2 separate regions of the Gossypium arboreum genome follow, and region 2 is linked to region 1. A link is a contact called in public Hi-C data. All regions are on one chromosome and are shown on one strand. Each heading gives the region's core, a stretch centred on a gene start, on an enhancer-like site or on the middle of the called end of the contact. The rest is flanking DNA. Distances are from core to core; before and after follow the strand shown.

Region 1 (2,751 bases), core at 82-2,581:
AGATGCACAACCGGGCCGCGGTATTCTCCTGCAACTAAATCTATAAAGCATAAAGCTGAATGATTATACAGTAATTGTATTAACATTTAGAGGATCAAGATTAGAACTTCCGTGGATGCTCAATGTGCAGCATGCCTCCCATCATTGACCTATAGTGACCTATATGCTATAGGCTATGGGGTTAAATTAAACTTTAGGCAAACTATCAACTTGTCATGGTTCTGTAGTGCTATCTGTTGGGTGTCAAAGTGTTCTATGTGAACTCAACAATATTAGACAACATCCTACTAGTGTGGTGTACCCTCAGTCTGTTAACTCGTAAGCTCTTGATAAAGCCAAAGCAGATCAACAATTTTAATTTTCCGATATCTTCTTCAAACCCCATAAACCAGAAAATAAGTAAATTCAAAACCAGAAACACATTAAAGTAAACAAAACGAAGTTCAAATATCATTCAAATCTGCAACTCGAAGCATGAGTTAAAAAACACAGAAGCAATCAACAGATACCAACTTATAACTTCGTATAATCCAAAATAAAAACCCCTAAGTTCGAACATTCTTGACAGTAAAAATTAAACTATCGAATGAGCAAATTAGAGCATCAAGATGACTTTCATATACGCTTTCAGCTTTCTTTAGCTCCTAAATTTTGCAGACTTCATTTTCCTTTTGCCAATCTCCTCATCAAAACACCGTAAACCAGAAATGAATTAAATTCAAAATAAGTAAGACATACAAATTAACAAAATGAAGTTAAAATTTCATTGAAATCTGCAATTCGAAGCACGAATTACACAACCCACAAAACAAACAAACGGGTAAACACCCCCTAATTACAATCCCTAACCCAAAGCTCAAACATTCTTGACAGCAAGACTTCAAATCCCCCCTAAGACACCACCATTCTAAAACCTAAACCCTAAATCACATTTAACCACCGAATCCATACAAAGTCCTGCCCTGCCTCTTGAGTGCATAAACCACATCCATAGCAGTCACAGTCTTTCTCCTCGCGTGCTCTGTGTAGGTGACAGCGTCACGAATCACGTTCTCCAGGAAGATCTTAAGAACACCACGGGTTTCTTCGTAGATCAAGCCGCTGATACGCTTAACGCCTCCCCTACGAGCCAAACGCCGAATAGCCGGCTTCGTAATTCCCTGGATATTGTCACGGAGGACCTTACGGTGACGCTTCGCTCCTCCCTTACCCAAACCCTTGCCTCCCTTTCCTCTTCCTGACATTATGAATGCTAAACTGAAATCGATAGAACTTCTATGAAGATATATTGAAAACTTGTTGTATAATCTAAAATAGTCGACGTATTTATAGGAGAAGTGCGGAGTGTTGTATTGGTAGACCGATCCGCGTGATATTAGTGATAATGAATTTCGTCCGTCAATTAGTTAAAATCAAGGGTGGAGATAAGAATAACTGACGCGGATCGATGACGTGGAATATTAGCAGCTTTTTTTCAAGCGCCTGTTGTAATGCGAGTTGAAATTCGAAAATGAATTTTTGGGGCGAGACTATAGGATAAACTATAAAAATAGTTACTTTTATTTGTTTCAAGTTATATTTTAGTTATTTGTATTTAAAATATTACGTTTTAGTCACTTATGTTATTATTTTGTTACGAAGTGATCATTCTTCCGTTAAGTTTCGTTATCTCCCTAACGGTAATCTTACGTGACAGTCCAACTATATTTTAAGCTCATCTGTTAATACATAATTTATCCGGCTAAATTATACATTTCATTTACTATTAACAGATAATTTAGTCGGATAAAGTATGTATTAATAGATATACTCATACATCCTCTGGGTTACAAATGTAAATTGTATAATGACTTACATTAAAAAATGTGCAAACGTTGAGGGCGAATTTTGGACTTTCTTGTTCCAGATGTTTGCTTGTTATAAAACCGAGTATTAAAAACAACTTTACAATATTACCAACTTTCATTGACTATAAAATCTAATTGGACTGCCCCGTAGGATTACCGTTAGGGAGATAACGGAACTTAACGGAAGAGTGATCACTTCGTAACAAAATAATAATATAAGTGATTAAAATATAACTTGAGGCAAACAAAAATGACTATTTTTATAGTTTACCCTAACCTCTAAAATGGCAAATACATGGCAAATACATGTCTACTGGCTGCCAATATTTGAAAGCGATTGGTTGATATAAATAAAATATGGTATAATTGTGGTTTTAGTTTTTTTTTCATTATTTACATATTAAAAATATAATTTGGTTTATTATTTTATAATAATATTAATGTCAATTCTATAATCTATCATCTATTTATAATATATATATAAAAGTACGAGTTTGAAAAAAATTTAAGCGATGAAAATATTTTTATCATATTATTAAATTCACATTTAAAAATAATTATAATTTAATTTGTAATTATTAATTAAAAAGTTGCACTAATTTTAAAATAGAGTTATTATTTGAATGGAAATTCAAATATAAAATATAAGGAAAAGTTGTGATTTATGAAATAAATAATAAGCAAAACAAAGAATAAAAGAAATAGAGGCATCAAAAGAACTGTGAATTTTATTGATCAATTTGGCTGTTTACAAAATTCCTATAAAGTCTATTTATAGACATAAAAAGTATAATTTTTAATGACTCTTAGAGTCCTAAAGTACATTACTCAAAAAAAACTTAGTGAGACAAAACCTCGATTAAGAAAAAAAATATAGCGCGTATTTACTCCTTCTTGTGACGAC
Region 2 (3,074 bases), core at 569-3,068, 210 kb before region 1:
GAGAAGCTGCCATGATAAGGGTTCCTTCAAAATCCTCATTTTCATCATCTACAACAATCACAAACTAAAAGAAAAAAACAAAGGCATTGAGCGAGTGATATAGTCAATACATACAAAAAGGACTTAAACTTGAATGACAGTGGGGGCTCCTAACCTTTCCTTGGCGTATTGTATTCAATGCTTGGTCAATGGAAGAGAATCCTTTAGAAGGGCAGTCAGGATCACCTTCTGCATCACTAACAAAGAAATCAACGGTTTCTGGGGTAATTTCAGCATCCACTGTTCCAAATGGTGGTAAAACTGAGTCACCAAGTGCACCCAACAATGACCCATTTTCAGACCCTTTCAAGGACCCATCATCAAACAGGTTGCCAGCACCCATCTCAGACACCCCCACAGCACAGCAACTAGAATTCAACCATCTTTTTCTGTATAGCCTGATTTCAACTCCTTGTCTGATGGCCACACACCTAGGAAATCTGTAACAAAATGAACCACCATGTAATCTCAGTACATAAACAGGACAACTTTAATCATAGTTCACATATGTACCATATAATTTATACCTTGTGTTTATGAAGATCTGAGGAGATAAAGCACAATCCATGGAATGAAAGTCGGAGGAAAAGAAAGAAATATATATATATAATTGAGATGGCAGGATCTGCTCTACTAGCTTTATTGGTGTTTTGTATGGAAAGAATAGAAGGGGTACCTGTAGTTGTGGATGGCATTTCACTTTGTAGCCAATCCATATGATGTTAATCACAATGACATGAATGGCCCTCTATGTTTCAAGCAAACCTGTCATTTTCTTACCCCATCCAAACATATTAAACAATGAAAAAATTTTAATCTCTTTTGCTCAACCTAATTATCTATTTAGTCCTTATCCTGTATTTAAATTGTCACATTCTGGACTTGGAGAAGTGACAAAAGGATAAATAATTTCTTTCTAAAACAGAGAAAAAAATAAAGCCCCCGTGAAATGTTTGGACAAATTATAATTTGAGTTAATTCATTCTAAATTACTACACAAATTTTAATTTATTGTAATTATATTTTTAAAATATCGAGGCTATATTAAAATTTTTATTATTAAAATCGTTAATTTAACAATTAAATTAAACATCATATTTCGAGTGACATAATTTAAAATGAAAATAAAAATAAATGAATATTGTGAAAATGTACCTAGTAATTATCTTGGCTTCGAGGGTTTTACTTTATATTTTCTCAATATTCATTTTAAATTATGTCATGTAAAAGTTGGTATGATGTTTAACAATTATATTAACTATTTTAATAATGGAAACACTTTATTAATATAACATTCATAATTTAATTTAGGTATGTAATTAAAATGTTTTAAATTATAGAGATCAATTTAGATTGAAGATCATAGTTTTTGGATGTCTAATACAATTAAATCTTATAATTTTATCTTTTTACTAAGATTTAGTTCATATATTTTAATTTCACATTATTTAATTTCTTACCGTTTGAATATCTTTTAAATAAAATGTGAAGATAATTCTTGACTTTGAATTTAGTTTTAAAAAAGATTAGTTGCGTTGCTGGAGGGCTTCTAGAAGATGATAATGGGAATTAAATTGTTGGTTTTACAGTGTATTTAAAAAATTGTGCAGTTATTGATTTAGAATTATGAGGCATCCTTGATGGGTTACAAATTGTTCTTGATCGTGGCTATCGAAAAGTGTCACTAAAATTTTGAAACTGTTAACCTTATTAATGAAGGAATTTATAATGGTTCTAATCCTACCTTAGTTAGGAGAATACTTTTATTTTTAAAGTGTCACTGAAATTTTAAAGATATTCCTAAAAAAAATAATAGAATTGCAAACCAGATAATCAAACTTAGGCAGGACAGGATTTGTGATTGGTCGAAAAAGTTAATGTGCCGAGTTTTTTTAATATTTGATACTTGACTTGTAATTTCTTTTTCACCCAAAGAAAAAAAAAGCTGCGTTAAACGGTTTCTAGTCTGTACCACCTTACCGTAGCCCGTAGGATTCATAGAAAAAGCCAATAGCTTTTTGTTTTACACTTGAAAGTGAGAGAGAAGCGGCGGCGCGACGGCTTAAAACGACACTAGTTCCGATCTCCCCAAAGCTTGAAACGACAATTGTTTGTTTTAACATTCCTAAGTTTCCGCTTCTTCCTCTTCTTTTTGAAAACTTTCACTCTCTCAGTTCCCTTCCTTCTTCCACGTGTTCCCCGATCTTTTTTTTCTCTTAGATCCGTCCGTACATTTTTCAGGTGATTTTCATTTTCTCTGCACTTTCTGAAGTTCTTTTTTTTTTTAAATATATATAAAGAAAAAAAAAACTAAAATTGGTTTGATTTAGTGCTGAATGGGCTATGGCCGAACCACTGCCGACGGAGGATGGGGTGAAGGAGAACAAATTATGGAAAGGGGTCTTTGCTGTCAGTGGAATCTTGATTACTCTTGTCATCTATGGGGTTTTACAGGTTCTTCGTTTTTCTTTTTTAAAAAATGGTGTATATTTCTTTATTTGTTGCTTTTGTCTGTTTATAATAGGATCTCTGTTCTTAATTTTTAATTGCATTGTTTGTTTTTACCTAAAAAAGATTGTTATTTTGGGTTCTTTTAAAAGTTAATTTAAATGTCTTTTCTGAATGTAAACTGTTTACAAGAAAGAAACATTAGATTTTAATATCTTTGTCTAGAGCTTCTAAAACGGTTGATTTTAGTAAAACATGCAAGCCCAGGAGGTTTTTATTTATTTATTTATTTATGCAAATGGAAGATCTGGGTACTCTTTGATTGTTTGGAAATTTGAATATGAAAATAAAAATTGGGAATTTTAGCTGTGCTGATGATATAGCAGAACGATTCTTATATATTTCCTCGCTAAAATGTAAGTTAAAATTTTTTGGGTGAGTTTCTCTATATTAGAATTGAAGATTTGGCTTTTAATTCCAGATGAAAGCAGTTGGTTTTTTTCTAGTTTAAAGGGTACCTAAATAAATACTAAGAATGCTAGAGAAGACACTTAAGCCATTAATGTCTTACTCTATTAATTATAAGA

Evidence for each region. Hi-C and Micro-C count contacts between places; a contact is called where the count stands out from the background.
Region 2: a contact with region 1 is called in a Hi-C map of leaf, with 2.0 times the contacts expected there. The contact joins the promoter of LOC108461898 here to the promoter of LOC108464227 in region 1. A contact is called at or near these places in 2 of 5 Hi-C or Micro-C datasets (both in leaf).

The regions. Positions count from the first base shown.
Region 1 is chr1:7,162,932-7,165,682 of ASM2569848v2, reverse strand. LOC108464227 (histone H4) reads right to left here and starts at 1,331. Exons shown (of 1, transcript XM_017764392.2): 1 at 742-1,331. The coding sequence starts at 1,244. The coding sequence ends at 933. LOC108464226 (calcium-transporting ATPase 1, endoplasmic reticulum-type-like) reads left to right here. Exons shown (of 9, transcript XM_053026842.1): 9 at 1-334. The coding sequence ends at 63.
Region 2 is chr1:7,371,286-7,374,359 of ASM2569848v2, reverse strand. LOC108461898 (UDP-galactose/UDP-glucose transporter 5B) reads left to right here and starts at 1,818. Exons shown (of 12, transcript XM_017761875.2): 1 at 1,818-2,280; 2 at 2,370-2,493. The coding sequence starts at 2,383. LOC108463023 (monofunctional riboflavin biosynthesis protein RIBA 3, chloroplastic) reads right to left here and starts at 781. Exons shown (of 7, transcript XM_017762958.2): 1 at 567-781; 2 at 155-479; 3 at 1-64. The coding sequence starts at 607.